Linked DNA regions of Mus musculus: region 2 is linked to region 1. The links are chromatin contacts, called in public Hi-C maps. All regions are on one chromosome and are shown on one strand. Each heading gives the region's core, a stretch centred on a gene start, on an enhancer-like site or on the middle of the called end of the contact. The rest is flanking DNA. Distances are from core to core; before and after follow the strand shown. Region 1 holds the start of Coq2 (coenzyme Q2 4-hydroxybenzoate polyprenyltransferase). Region 2 overlaps Gm36619 (a long non-coding RNA gene).

Region 1 (7,823 bases), core at 3,581-6,080:
TGTTCATTCATCCCAACCTTGCCTCAAACTCTTTCAAGATTGATTTCTTATTATTTTACCTGGTGGGTGGGGACTAGGGAACATGGGCTGACATGGGTGCACCAGCCCCCACAGGGCAGGAGCAAAACCATCACATTCCCTTGGAGTTGGAGTTACAAATGATTATGAGCCATGCTGGGAACTGAAATCAGGTCTACTGCAAGAGAGGTTAAATGTTCTTAACCACTGACCCACCCATTCTCCCTGCCCTGTTGGAACTACCCAAGTGCCTTTCCATTCCTTACAGGGCAGTGAGGTTCTTCACCAACTGGCACCTGCCTTTCATTGGTCTTAACCTTAGGCACTTCGTCAACTCTGTTCTCTCTGCACACAAGATCCGAGCAGCATGTGCCCGTGCCTTGTTTCCTTCCCATGCACGTGTGTGTGTGTGTGTGTGTGTGTGTGTGTGTGTGTGTGTGTGTGAGTCTGTGTGCAAGTGCGCATTCCCTCTGGCTGCTCTGTCTCCTTTCTAGGTGACAAATGTTTATGTGTGTGTGAAGGTACATTCAGACCTTAACCTCAACACCTCCTCCAGCATCCAAGCGACTTATTGTTCTACTCTCTCCGCAGACTCTTCCCTGACACTCACAAGCTATTTAGCCATTTTCACCTCATGTCACGTGATGCTTGCAAGTGGACATGTCACGTGACACAGAATCTTCATCAGTTTCATATTTCCTGTGATCCGTCATACTGTCACAAATATCTTTCTAATGACATAAACTAGCTGACAAAAACTAAAGAACAGGCCACCCAAGTTCCAACCCTGGAACCCACGTAATGTTTCGTGGAGAGAACCGACCCCACAAAGAACTGACCTCGAAACATGCAGGGCGTCATGTGTGCCTCCCCCAACCACACACACTAATAACAAAAATGGACTTAGGCATTTTGATTTTGAATATTCAAAGAATTTATATTTGAAACCTGAGATGGTATTGTCTGCGTAAATTTAAGTTCCTACTTTTTTTTAAAAAAAAAGGCTAGAACTATGTTGTAGATTCTATCCAACTTATTAATTAGAACTTCATGATTGTGTAGAGTCAGAATGTTACAGATCCAGAACCAAAATTACCTTTGACTATTGTCTTCATCAGGGTTTCTATTCCTGTACAAACATCATGACCAAGCAGCATGTTGGGGAGGAAAGGGTTTCTTCAGCTTACACTTTCACATTGTTGTTCATCACCAAAGGAAGTCAGGACTGGAACTCAAGCAGGTCAGGAAGCAGGAGCTGATGCAGAGGACATGGAAGGATGTTACTTACTGGCTTGCTTCCCCTGGCTTGCTCAGCTTGCTTGCTTATAGAACCCAAGACTACCAGCCCAGGGATGGCACCACCCACAATGGGACCTCCCACCCTTGATCACTAATTGAGAAAATGCCTTACAGCCAGATCTCATGGAGGCATTTCCTCAAGGGAGGCTCCTTTCTCTGTGATAACTCCAGCTTGAGTCAAGCTGACACACAAAACCAGTCAGTACAACTATCTTTAGTTCCCTTGCTAATCAGTCACTGCTAACCTCTGTCTCTGAACTAACATCCAACCATCACATGAAACCTTTTAATGTATTCACTTAGTCTACCAACCCCAAACTAATTGCCAGAGGATTTATTCCTTCCTTTTGGTGTGTACTATTACTTCTATGTTGGAACATGGTTCTGGGGTAATCTGAAACCGTGTTCTTGAACCACAGTCATGCATGTGGCTCAGAATAGACTCATATTCCCTGTGAAGTAAGAGGTATGGTTTTGTGTTGATGTATGCTACCTATTTAAAAATATTTGTAAATTTACTTGACTATTTTGTTAGTCATTGCTCACTGGTGCTGGCCACTGAGACTGATCTGGGTTAAATCCCTGAGATCCACATATTTGACTTCACACACATGTGAACACATGCACACCCAGACACTCACACACACATATGTGGACTCTCTCTCTCTCTCTCTCTCTCTCTCTCTCTCTCTCTCTCACACACACACACACACACACACACACACATCACTACACCCAGATGAAAATCGTTTTTTAAATTATTGAGGCAGCTGGACATGGTGACACGTGCCTTTCTTTAATCACAGCACTTGGGGAGGCAGAACAGGCAGATCTCTGTGAGTTTGAGGTCAGCCTGGTCTACATAGAGAGTTACTGGCCAACCAGAGCTACAAAGCCCAACCCAGCTTCAAAAAATGAAGGGAGGGAGGGAGGAAAGGAGGGAGGGAGAAAGGAAGGAAGGAGATGGGGGAGGGAGAGGGAGAAAGAGTCAAAGTAGTTTAGAGGCATGTACAATAAGAGGCATATGCAATACAAATTGCTGGTAAGATACTTCTAATAGCCGATAGGTGTATGAGAAAGGCACGGCCGCATGAAGACCAGTGCTCAGTTACATTACTGAATGTTAAATGCAATAACATTGAAGTTTCCCTAATCTTTCTTGTCTGCCTTGTTAGTGAGACCTTTTAAGCTCACATGCCTGTTAGCTTTTAATCTGCACCTTATCTTATTGCTCCAATGATTTTCATTATTTATTTCACCCTTGTGGTTCACAGCCTCTCCACAAAAAGAATACTTTCCAAGTCCAGGAATAGAACTTCCCAGGGCATATGAGTTTGAAACCATTTTTACCTTCTTTAAAAAACAAAAAAACACTCATGGAAGGAGTTACAGAGACAAAATTTGGAGCTGCGACGAAAGGATGGACCATCTAGTGATTGCCATATGCAGGGATCCATCCCATAATCAGCTTCCAAACGCTGACACCATTGCATACACTAGCAAGATTTTGCTGAAAGGACCCAGATATAGCTCTCTCTTGTGAGACTATGCCGGGGCCTAGCAAACACAGACGTGGATGCTCACAGTCAGCTATTGGATGGATCACACGGCCCCCAATGGAGGAGCTAGAGAAATTACCCAAGGAGCTAAAGGGAACTGCAACCCTATAGGTGGAACAACATTATGAACTAACCAGTACCCCGGAGCTCTTGACTCTAGCTGCATATGTATCAAAAGATGGCCTAGTTGGCCATCACTGGAAAGAGAGGCCCATTGGACTTGCAAACTTTATATGCCCCAGTACAGGGGAACGCCAGGGCCAAAAAGGGGGAGTGGGTGGGTAGGGGATTGGGGGGGTGGGTATGGGGGACTTTTGGGATAGCATTGAAAATGTAAACGAGGAAAATACCTAATAAAAATAAATAAATAAATAAATAAATAAATAAAACAAAACAAACAAACAAACAAAAAACCAAAAAAACCCAAAACCTCAAACATTTATTCCATGTATTTAGTTATTTAGTGTGTGTGTGTGTGTGTGTGTGTGTGTGTGTGTCTCCCACGGAAGGCCACAGACATCATGTCACAAAAGCAAAAGGTTGCTATTGACCCTCTATGGAGTTAACAGAACAGGGCAGAGAGCCATGGTCGCTCCTGCTTCATGCTAATAACTATTCTTTGGACTCAGTCTAGTCTTTACTTTTATAATGTCCTACTACCACTGCAGGACAAGTTGAAATGGGTTTGAGAGTGAAAAAGTTAGTGGACTTTAAAATACATTTTTTTCAAATAAAAAAAAAGCAATTTTAAAAAACAGCTTTATCATCCTTTCCCTCTAAAATAGAAAGCATTCGCAATGATTTTTGCATTTTAAATATTGTGTTGGGAACTCCAGGCAAATGGAAATAGTGTGCAAGTGTGAAAGAGCCTCGTGTTTGGCATGGCGGCACCTATGCTACCTGAAAGGGTGCTTGAAAATAAACAGCGTGGAGGCAACTTTTGGGAAAAGAAAGGAGCCTCAAAGGCCGCAAACCTGTAGAGGAGCTCAACTGGCAAGCAGCAGATGGAGCTAAAAGATCAAAGGACCAGCAGCGCTTCCCAGACTGCAAAGGCCAGCGCGCCCCCTGCTGCACCTTCCTCAAGCGCCAGGCCAGGATCACAGAACTCACTTCATAGGCTTTAAGGAAGGGCACCGAAAAGGATACACCACCATCTCAAAACACTAAAATCCAGATAAGCGACTTGTCCAGAGCCAGTCAGTGAGGGGTTACCGTGGAATAACACATACCAGGTACCTGCAAACATGCAACGGCCAACTATATTAACAAGGGTCGCATAAAGTTGGTTATTGTTTTGTTTTTCTTTGTTTTATTTTTCAAGACAGGGTTTCTCTGTGTAGCTCTGGCTGTCCTGGAACTCACTCTTTAGTAAGCTGGCCGAAAACGTAAAGATCTGACTGCCTCTGCCTCCCGAGTGCTGGGATTAAAGGAGTGCGCCACCACCACCTGGTTATGAAGTTGTTCTTGAGTGAAACTGCATCCTTTTTAGCTGTCAAACTTAGGTTCACCTCGAGTAAAGAATTTCCCTTAAGTATATAGATATAGATAGATATACTTAAATTCATATATATGTATATATATGAGTATATGTATATATGAATATACATATATAAAAATTTACATAATTTGATTTGGCTTTTTGTTTCCCTTTTAGTGTTAGAAGGTGAACATTCCATGTAGTTAACATTTTTGGACTTAAGTTTTTCTTTTTATGGTAGAACTATTCCATACAAATAAACAAACACTCTCCTTTTGAGTTCATTAAGAAGCCTGGAGATGGAGAGATGGCTCAGCGGTGAACAGCACCTGCTGCTCTCCTTACAGAGGACCCAGGTTTGATTTCTAGCACCATACGGCTCAGCCCGGTCTGTAAATCCAGTTCCAGGAGCGCGCGCGCCACCACTGCGCATGCCTGCCCGCGGCCCGTCGCCCTGGATGACGCCACCGACCGGCGTCCAGCCTGGCGCCATGCTGCGCTGGGGAGGCGCGGGGCTCGCGCGGGGCCTGCGGGCCGTTCGGTCCGCATGGCTGCGAGGTCCGCGCGGGCTCCCATTGGCCCTGGTGCGCAGCGCAGGGGTTCCGGGCGCGCGGGATCGGCGAGCCCCGGCCCCCGGGACGCAGCGGGGCCGAGCTCTCAGCCTGTCGGCCGCGGCCGTGGTGAACTCGGCGCCCCGCCCGCTGCAGCCCTACCTGCGCCTCATGCGCCTGGACAAGCCCATAGGTGAGTGGGGCGGGCTGGGCTGCGCTGCGCTCGACAGCCTGCCTGCCTGAGGAGCAGGGCCGCAGTGACCGCGACTCCGCTGCGATGCACCCATTGGGCCAGTCCCCTCGGGACTCGGTCAGGACCTTAGCCAGGGACACGCAGATTTTCCCTCGCTCTGAGCCGGGAGTCCCGGAGGCGGACGTTGATAATCACATATTCCCAGACCATTCCACAAACTCCAGACCACTCCTACCCCATTCAGATGTGAGCAGGTGCTCCTTTGCTTTCACGAAGCTTTTGATTGTTGATTTGCAGTTTTGAAGCATTTCTGCATTCATTAGTTTTCGATTTTTGCCTCCAATTATGTAAGGCCCAAGGGGCATGTAAGTAAGACTATTGAAATCAAGGCTCCTCGTCAGAGCCAGACCAGAAGGACCCCAAAAGTGTTACTACTGGGCTTTTTTTCCCCCTCATCACCGGTTACAAAGATTGAGAGCATCTGAACACAGCCGGGTTATCGTGCTTTAGAATTGCCCGCCAACGTAAACTCACACAAGCCTCTCTATGACCTTCTTTTTCTCAGTCTTTTTCATCAAAGTGCTCACGGACTATTGACACCTGTGACACAATATAAGCTCCGTCTGCACGCAAGGTTTCTGTCTAGTTGGTAAAACGATGCCCGGAGTTGTAGATGAAGTCACCTGGCCTTAGTGACAGAATGAGCTAGGAAAACTACCAGCTTTGAAAGAATTTGTTTCTGGCTGGAAAAGACAGTTGATAACCTAGGAAAGTATGGAAAAGTATCAGAGGTATAGGTCATGCACAGGAAAAGAAAAATAACTTACTGTCTCCAGAGTTCGAACAACTGAAAAAAATAGTACTCCAAAGGAAATGCTATATTATAGAGTAGAGAGGTCTTGGAGAAATATTTTCAAAATCCAAGGGTAGCTAAATATGGTGGCTCACATCTATAGTCTAACATCCAACGGCAGGAGGGCTGATTCAAGTTGCAAGTCAGTCTGGGCTTTATATTCTGAAATAAAAGCCAAACAAACAGACTTAGTGCTGAAACATTAAGACTAGGAGCCTGACCTGCAACCCTGGAAAGATGTAGGAAGAGGGATACAACTGAATTCCAGCTAATCTAGATGTCAGTATGTACAGTTTCAGCGTATGGAAGAACATCCAAATGCCAAACTTATTTGTTCTGCCTTTACCTATCCAGGACCCCCAACGTGGCCCCGTTTGGGTTTGGTGTTTGTTTTTGGACAGGGTCCCATATGTGTCTTTGGCTAACCTTGACCTCCTGCCTCCATTTCCCAGTTGCTAGGACTGCAGGCACTCTCCTCCATGCCTGGCTGGACCTGTTTTATTTTGCATAAGACAAGGGCTTGCTTTGTACTGCAGGTTGGCCACAAACTCCAGAGCTTGCCTCAGCGTCCAGGTGACAAAGTGGGTGGGGTGGCAGTAGCCAGGTGTCACTGTTGATATTCTAGATGTGAATGCTCCCTGTGTGGGTTTTAAGCACCGAATCACTGCAACAAGAGATTATAGACACCTATTAAATAGAAGGCAGGCCTGCCATTATTAGGGTGTTGTATAATTCAGGGTTTACACAAGCATTTTATAATTCTGTTCTTAGATTCTGGGTGACAAAGCTACAAGAGAGACTTGCAGACACGCAGGACAGATCAACAGCTGCCATTGTTTCTGTTTTCACAATTAAGCATCATTAATCTAGTGGCTGTACATCCTGCCATGTAACAGGACTCTATAAAGTGATTCTGAGCCACATTTTTGAGCCAGACCTTGTGGTTTTGAACCTTCAGCTCAATCCAGTGGAGGGACTGTGGTTAAATTACTTTCTGTCTCTGCACCGTCGTTTCTTTCTCTATAAAAGGAAAGTGCTAATGTTGACTTTAATCTACACATGGTAAATACTTTGACCATAGTGCCTTCACATAAGGGCTCCTGAGGCATTAGTCACAGAACTGGAGATTAGAGAAACGTACCTTTGTAGTTATTTGTGCTGAGTGCCTTAAGATACTGGCCTGTATGTTTTGATTCTAAATAAGACAGTTACAAGGTAAAATTCATTCTGTGAATAGTTTTGGACCCCTGCCTTGTGTCAGGAGCAGAAATTGACAGTAGAGTTCCTGGTTTAATATGTATATGTCTTGTAAGACAGTGATACAGTTATTGTTTTACTGTATTGATGTTATATCTACTTACTTTCATAGAGCAGTATTAGTCGTTGTGTTTTAGAAGGCAGTAGCAAAGCTTTTTTGTTGTTTCTCAGTACTAGGAGTGGAACTCAAAGGGTCTCCCATAGGCTAGTCAAGGGACTTACCTACCACTGGGCTACATCACTGGTCAGTCAACCGGTGTCATTTCAGGAAGTTTTGGCAGGTGGCGCTCTTTCCACCAGGTTGGCAGTGTGTTTCCCTCTTCACTGCAGTTGCGGGTTGTCCTAAGGGAAATCTATCGTTAGAGAATTGTAAGCTCAGTCTACACAGACCTTTAGCCCTGCCCTGCCCATCCCATTCAGAATCTGACCATTGTATTTCCTCTCCCAGAGAATCTTTCCATTTTATAATAAACAAGTCTGTCTACAGCCTGTTTGGCGTTTCTCACTACCTCTACACCTTTCTTCACAGAATAACTGTAAGGAATGAAAGTGTCACAGGGAAGATAGAAAGGAGTGCCCCTGGCAATCAGTGGGGACAGAAGTAGGGTTTTTGTGG
Region 2 (7,823 bases), core at 3,341-5,840, 60 kb before region 1:
ACAGCAGTTCTAGGATTTAAGCCCCCAGCGTCACTTTAGGGGTGTGACGGTGCTCCAGTCGCGGCTTCACTCTGGTCTTTCCTTCTGGGTGCTGGGAAGCTCTGCAGTCTTGATAGCCTTGCCTCTCTCTCTGTCTCTTCTCGCCCTTTGTCCAGGGTAGAGGAGGAGGAGATTCTGACTGCCATGCCTGGGTAAGGATGAGACGACCTTCCCAGATCTGTCTTCTACCCTGTTCTGGGAAGCCCTCCCGCTCAGCTCCGCCATGCTATGTGTGATGGCTCCCAAAGAAGCAGAGCTTGGGACAGTATCGGAGGCCATCTTCCCTGACCCTCCTCTCAGATGTATCCACCAATGGATTTTTAAACTGCCTGACTTACACCTTTGTTCTCCTGCTATAAAGCTCCATGAAGCTATGTTGGAACACAGAACCTGGGGTAACCTGGCTCCCTGTTTCCAGGGCCATGGCAACTCAAATTTGCCTCCTCTTTTCTACCAGATATTATAAAACCCGTGTTTATGACAATTAATTCAAATGTTTATCACCCTTGATTTGTAAGCCTCTGCACTCACTCAGTAAAACCTTTGTTCACCCACAGGCCCCACTGCATTCTCAGTTAAGGTGGCTCACTTCTCTCTGCTTCATCCCCTTTGCACGGATTCTTTTAAAACCAATGGAGACTGTAAGGTCAGCCCCAGCCAAGGGAAAGACACAGTCAACCACCTGCCTGCGTTAGAATAAAAACCAGTGGCTTCCTGTCTCTGCATGCTCCCCCTCCATGTGCGCCCCCTTGATCAAGAGTAAAGGTTTGTGGTGTTGAGATCTCTCTTCTGGCACCCCAAACTTATCCTTAAACCCTTTGTTGTGTGAGCTGTGACAGTCCTTACAAAAGAGGTAACAATGATTTCACTCCTGAATTATGTCTGTCTAGACATCCACGGAGCTTGTGATTAGCATTTAGGGTTGTTTGCTTGTTCTATTTTGTTTTCTTTTGGGTTTTTTTTGTTGTTGTTGTTGTTTTTTGTTTGCTTGTTTGTTTTGGTTTTTTTCAAGACAGGATTTCTCTGTGTAGCCCTGGCTGCCCTGGAACTCACTTTGTTGACCAGGCTGGCCTCGAACTCAGAAATCCTCCTGCCTCTGTCTCCCGAGTGCTGGGATTAAAGAAAGCATTTTGTTTTTAAAAAAAAAAATATTTATTTTATGATCATAGACTTCTGTTTTGCCAGCATGAATGTCCGTGTGAGGGTATTGGGTCCCTTGGAACCGGAGTTACAGACAGTTGTAAGCTGCCATGTGGGTGCTGGGAATTGACCCCAAGTCTACTGGGAGAGCAACCAGTGCTTTTAACCCAGGCCCAAAGAAAGCACTTCTTATCGTGCCAAAAATCAGTGAAGCTAAAACATCAATGTTTATGTTAAATGTGCAACTTCTACCTACACAATAAGAGCAGGCAACAAGCTAACTTCAGCCTCAGTCTTTTTCTCTTCTTTATTATGGTTTTTTTCTTGTTTTGTTTTGTTTTGTTTTGTTTTTTGAGATAGGATCTACTGTCGAACTTGTGTAGGTGAGATCGGCTAGGCCTCCTGCCGTCTACCTTCACTATCATGCTAAGATCGCAGGATGTGTCCATGTACTTAGCTTATGCCTGCCTTATCCGGACAGCAATGTGTGCCAGCTACAATCCAGACCTAGTGAATTGCTGTGATAGGGTTCTGTGGTGAGTTTATCGTGGGACAGCTGATGACAAGCAGATTAGGCTCTTTGACTGCTGATTTTTCGCTGTGGCACATTCGCTATAGCAACCCGGGCTCTGCAGCTGCTGGATGGATAGGGGAGACAACCACAGGGCTGCTACCATGAACCCAGTCTAGTGTGCTTAAAAAAAAAAATCCATGAAAACCCAAATCTCTTGCTTCAAGGCTGGCCATGATGGCACACACCTTTAATTGCAGTATTTACTAGGGAAGCAGAGGCAAGAGGACTTCTGTGAGTTCTTTGAAGCCAGCCTACACTACAAATTCCAGGCTAGCCATGGAGACACGGTGAGATCCTGTCTTAAAACAATAATAACAAAACTCAACCCTGTTTGTAGCTAGGTATCACTTACAGCAAGGGGACGCAGGCACATCTCTTCTGCTGTTTTCTTCCCATGTGACTTTCTATTACTCTCCTACCTCAGTTTCCCTGTCTGCACCATGAGGTTAATAACTGAACGAAAAGACAAAGAAAGGGGAAAGGGGGAGGGGGACATGATCACTCCTAAAGTATGGAGAGGAGTTTTATTGTAGATATGAGGGAGAAAGCAGACAGAGGGAAAATTTCAGGCTGAACACGACCGGGAGACTAAACTGGACCATGAGAAGAGATGGGGAGGGCGGGCAAGAGAGGCGATCAGGTCCAAGAGGCCAAGAGAGTGAGTGGCAAAGTCGAAATGGCTGAGTTATATAGGGATCAGGCTGGAGGGAGGAAAGTGGAAGCCCAGCTCCTGCATAGGAGAGGTTTAGAGTGAGGTGTGTGGTGAGAAGTGCTGGGAGGAGCCACAGGTACTGAGGGATGCTGGGAGCGCTGGCAGGCTTCGGCTTTGATATGTTTATAGGCACCTCAGTTAGTGATAGCTTCATCTGCCTCGCTTATGTAAGAGCCAAGTCAGCTACACAATGGTTTTGCTGGGTAAGTGGTATCCTTAGCTTTATTAGAGTCTCTCTCAATGTCACTGTGTTCTCCAGTGGGCTTGAGGAAGAAGCCATCTTCCCAGTGAGACTGACCTTCCGGCAAGGGCTGTGAGGATTCTCCAGAGGGCCAAATCTGCCCCGTTCTACGGAATCATCCCAGAGCGCTGGCTTTGAGCCTATTTTCTAGCTCCCTGGGCAATTTTGAAAGTACCTAATTACCTCTATAAAAAAATTCCTAGTCTGGGATGGAGAGATGGCTCAGTTTGCTGTGCAAATGTAAAGACCTGAGTTCAAATCCCAGGGACCCACTCAAAAAAGAAAAAAAAAAAAAAAAAAAGCAAACATGACCGAACCCACTTGTTATTTCTGTGGAGCTTGCTGGCTGTCAACCTGAGAATACCGTGGAAAGTGGTAAGGCAGGACACTTGATGTCTTCCACTGGCCAATATGAGCACACTACAATACACATACACATACACATACACATACACATACACACACACACACACACACACACACACACACCCACACACACATACATTGTCTCCCTAAAACACATGAGTTATGCTCAGCTCCTACAAATAAATCCTTAGCACCCTGCCTGAGTCTCTGTCTATGTCACTGCTATGAAGAGTCGCCATAACCAAGACACCGTAGGAAAGAAAGCATTTAACTGGGGGCTTGCTTACAGCTTTAGAAGGTGACTCTATGCCCACTGTGGCAGTCGGGCAAGCATGGTGCTGGAACTGTGGCTGAGAGCTTACATCTTATTCACAAACTGGAGGCAGAGAGAGAGAGAGACAGAGAGAGAGAGAGACAGAGAGAGAGACTGAGCCTGCCATAGGCATTTGAAAGCCCAGGCTGGCTTCAGTTCTCCATGCTAGGCAGTGTTTTTGAGTTGTTAGCCCTAAGCATCTACAGGAAGAGACTTAGGAAGAGCTCGGTGCTGTTTTAGGCCACAGGCTGTTATAAACAAAGGCCCTAAGAATAGGCATCTTACAATCAACGCTCATTTCCCAGAACCCTAGAGACCAAGGTTTTGGTCTCGGTCCCCACTGACTCAGTGCCTGGTGAGGGTGAGCTCTCTGCTTCGGGGTGGGGGTGGGGGCACAGTTCTCTAGGGCTTTGTTCTTATTTTTTTCATGATAGGAGTGCAGTCTTAAAAGTGCTTCCATAAGAACACTACTTTTGTCTGTGAGGACTCTGCCTCTGTGACCTGCCCATACCTTCCAAAGCTACTATCTCCAAATGTCATTGCCCTGGACACAAGCACTTAGTGTATGGTGATGGTGTTCTGTTTGTTGATACATGCTTTGATGTCAGCGACTGTTCTGTACCTCCAAATAATACAGTCTGTCATAGACTTATTAAATGTCTGAGCCTTTGCCTCGGGGTATGATGGGGTTGATAAATCTCCACTGAAAAGTACAAGTTCTTGAGATAACCAAGGAGACAGTGAAATGTGGCTATCTCTATACGTGTGTGGTTATCTCTATACATGTGTGGCTATCTCTATATATGTGTGGTTATCTCTATACTTGTGTGGTGTGTTCATTTTCTGCATTTTTATTTTGTTGTGTGTGAGAATTTTTGTCTGTGTGTATGTATTTCTTTGCATGCATATATGGATGCACCATATGCTCCAAGAGGCCAGAAGAGGCCGTTGATCCCCCTGGATACAGAGTGACAGGTGGTTGAGATCTCTCTAATATGGGTGCTGAGAACTGAACTCAGACCCTCTGCCAAAGCAGCAAGTGCTCTTAACCAGGGACCAGTCTCTCCAGCCAGCCATAAAAAGGCCTCTACTTCACAGCCACAGCTGTTAATTACAGGTTGTAATTCATGAGCGCTAAGCAGTATAACTGGGACAAAGCAGAGGCTCTGCGGTGACCACAGAGTCATAGGTCCGACCAGCCAGGCTCACGGGGCCTGGACCCAGGAAGCAGAAGGCTGTGGGGAACCAGCTGGCTTGTCTCTCTGCCACGCCCCAAGCTTGACCTACCTTCGCTGAGCACATCTGCTTCTGTCCCTGCAGAGGGGCTCTCAGCCTCTGTAGATACAATGCCAGGGCTAGGGATACTCCCCGGCAGTGACTTCAGCATCCTCATTACAAGACTTGGCATACGCATACCAACAGGAGCTCATAGAACACATGTACCACTCCAGAATCACTTCTGTATAAGTGTGTGTGTGTGTGTGTGTGTGTGTGTGTGTGTGTGTGTGTGTGTGTTGGTGGGGGGGGGGGAGGATATGGCTTTTGGAGGTGTGAGACCAGGTAGACAGTGTGGCATGAAGGTAAGAATACTTCAGGGATCAAGGACTTTGTAAGCTTAAAAAACTTTCTTTTCATATACGTATAGCTAGTCCATTGAACATAGCCTCCTAGCCCTCCCTTCCGTTTTTCTCACAAGACTTTGTTACTTCAATAGGAAAACCATGTGATGGTTATGTCTGCATATAAGAACACAATGACCTTCACATTTAAAACAGAGACTCTGCATATGTATCCCCATGTATCCCCCCTGAAATAGCTCAGTGGCTTTAGAGTTTTCCTTATCCAAAAATACCATCTGGTGACTCTGAGAAGTTATCAGAGTAAGTACAAAGATAATAATGAGATAAATAAAAATAGAACTCTGGAAGTTGTCCAATGGCCAAGTCGTGCTCAGGATGCAATTAGGCAGTTGGAGAGGGGCATCCATTTACCCGAGCCACTGGGGCACCATTGAAGAGATCCTTACTCCAGTAAATGAGAGTAAATGGGCCTCTAGTGACTGGGAAACTTGAGGCTGTTTTCAAAAGTTCTGATTTGCACCCAGGGAGTACCAGGAAGAATCTGGGAGGAATAAATAGCCAGATAAATAATGCAAGAGCCGAGTGTGGGCCAAGATGGAAGTCGGAGTTGAGAGAGCAGGTGCTGACGGATGTTTCAAAGCGTATGTCACAGGAAGGTGATCACAGCACATTGATCGGCTCTGACACCGGGGTGTCGGCAAGGGCAAGGATGCACATGGACTCACTTGTGTATTCCTAGCTGAAGCAAGGGCTGAGCTGAGGATGGAGACACCAGCTATTGGAAGTAGGAAGCCCAGAGGAGAGTAGCCGGTTCCTCCTGGAGCCCCTGCTTGTCACAGCTGCTTTCCTTGCTGCAGACTCAACGCCGTCCTCTGTGGAACTTACAGTCACTGTAAGAAACTTCTCTGTATCTTCATGGGCCGATTTTTGTCTGCAGATGGAACGTCATTGGTTATTTTCACTTTTGAAATTAGTATTTGGGGGAGAGCAAGGTGCCTCGGTGGATAATAAAATCACTTGCTACACAACCCAGAGTTGGATCCTCCATTAGAGTGAGAGAATGCAGTACCAGAAGTTGTCCTCTGACTTCCACTCATGTGACGTGGCCCTCACTCACCCACAGATCACACACTACAATAATAAATAAAATTAAACAGCAAATAATGTTGACATTTTACAGAGTTTTTAATTAAGTAAAGAAATCAGCCTTGGCTATTTCCAGATAGACTAATGCATTCACCATATTTGAATCTCTTCACCATTACTATGTAAACAAACACAATGTTCCCATGTTTTTGAATATCTTAAGGCCTAACAAACTGTTAATATGTCAACTTAAAAATACCAGCTGTTGCCTGGCAGTGGCCGTGCATGTCTTTAATCCCAGCACTTGGGACTCACCATGAGTCTCCATGATAATAAAAAAGTAGGCCAGGTGGTGGTGGCAGTGATGCATGCCTTTAATCCTAGCACTTGGGAGGCAAGGCAGAGGCAGGCGGATTTCTGAGTTCAAGGCCAGCCTGGTCTACAGAGTGAGTTCCAGGATAGCCAGGGCTACACAGAGAAACTCTGTCTCGAAAAAAGCAAAAGGAATCAAACACAAAAATGAGCTGTCACTTGTTCAAGTGTTCAGATAATCTGGAAAAGGAAGCTAAAATATTACTCTGATAGACCAAGTTATTTTAAGCATTTCTATATCAAAAATGAGTGGTTCAGGGGCTAGAGAAGTGCCTTGACAGCTAAGAGCACTGGTCCAATTCTCAGCACCCCAACTTATGTGTCCCAGGGGATCTGATGCCCCCATCTGGTCTCTGCAGGCAGGAGGCATGCATGTGCTGCATAGACATACTTGCAGGCAAATTCATTTGCATAAAGTAAAAATAAACACACCTTGAAAAAAAATCTACAGCTTTGTTAGCCTGAAATGTTTGTGCCTGGATGTGGTTTTCATGGACAACCCTATCTTTAGTGTTTTCTGAGAGTACTCGGTTTGTCCCAAGGAGAAGAACATGTTCCACCTCCTCCAGAGGTTGGTGCTCTGATGGATGAGGGTCTGAGAAGCACCCAGAGGGTCCCGAGGATCCTGATGGATCCTCCAGAGCGGCCTCCAGAGTGGCTTTGCTCTCGGCCTCTGCCTGAGTCAAGTTCTCTCTTCTAACTACAGTGACCTTTAGAGTTTGGGACATTTTGTTTTGTTCTTCTGAGGAATGAATCCAAGGTGTTGCACAGGCTCAGCGAGTACTTTACCACTGAGCTACACTACCTCATATGTGGATGGGAAAAAAACAAAAAAAAAAACAAAAAAACAAAAAAAACGACAGCTCGGTGTCCCAGTTGCTGGAGGGCATGCTCACTTACAGGGCTAACGTATCCATCAGGCAAAGATGAGGTGCCCGAGGGGTTGGCAAATATGTTTTAATTTCTTTTAAATTAGAGGGAAAAAATCTCAGTGTTAAGTATACGTACCAAATTCAGCTTGGGTGTTTGTTTGTTTGTTTGTTTGTTTTGTCTCTTGTGGCCCTCACTCACTTCCAACTCACTAAGTAGCTGAGGCTGACCTTGAACTTCTGATCCTCCTTCATCTACCTAGGATTACAGGTGTGCAGTACCATGAATTATTGCATGCAGGATCTGAGACAGGATCTAGGAATTCTCATGCATGCAAGGCAAATATTCCACCAGCTAAGTTCTATCCCCAGCCCTCTGCTGGAACGATACCATTTGTATAGCAAAGCAATGGTGAACTATGACCTCTAAAGCTTTTCATGGTGGGGAAGCTGCCTTGGGGCTGGGAAAGTCAACTGTGTCACTGATCACCCTGGGTAAGAGCACCCGACTGCTCTTCCGAAGGTCCGGAG

Evidence for each region. Hi-C and Micro-C count contacts between places; a contact is called where the count stands out from the background.
Region 2: a contact with region 1 is called in a Hi-C map of the MNK3 cell line, with 2.2 times the contacts expected there. The contact joins the enhancer-like site here to the promoter of Coq2 in region 1. A contact is called at or near these places in 3 of 39 promoter capture datasets (the C10 cell line and pre-B cells), 3 of 484 Hi-C or Micro-C datasets (B cells, CD4 T cells and the MNK3 cell line), 3 of 115 datasets of contacts at active chromatin or transcription factors (effector CD8 T cells, embryonic stem cells and memory CD8 T cells) and 1 of 9 other capture datasets (liver).

What each region holds. Positions count from the first base shown.
Region 1 is chr5:100,671,263-100,679,085 of GRCm38.p6, reverse strand. It overlaps Coq2 (coenzyme Q2 4-hydroxybenzoate polyprenyltransferase), which reads left to right and starts at 4,830. Exons shown (of 7, transcript NM_027978.2): 1 at 4,830-5,097. The coding sequence starts at 4,845.
Region 2 is chr5:100,731,063-100,738,885 of GRCm38.p6, reverse strand. Gm36619 (a long non-coding RNA gene) reads right to left here. Exons shown (of 4, transcript XR_389416.3): 3 at 5,691-5,896. Among named protein-coding and RNA genes, the nearest start is that of Gm36619, 7.9 kb to the right of the region's middle. Within about 2 kb of position 4,590, at least 15 of the 459 cell types and tissues checked have an H3K27ac peak or open chromatin away from gene starts, as enhancers often do. A contact at or near this core is called in the MNK3 cell line, where this site is marked.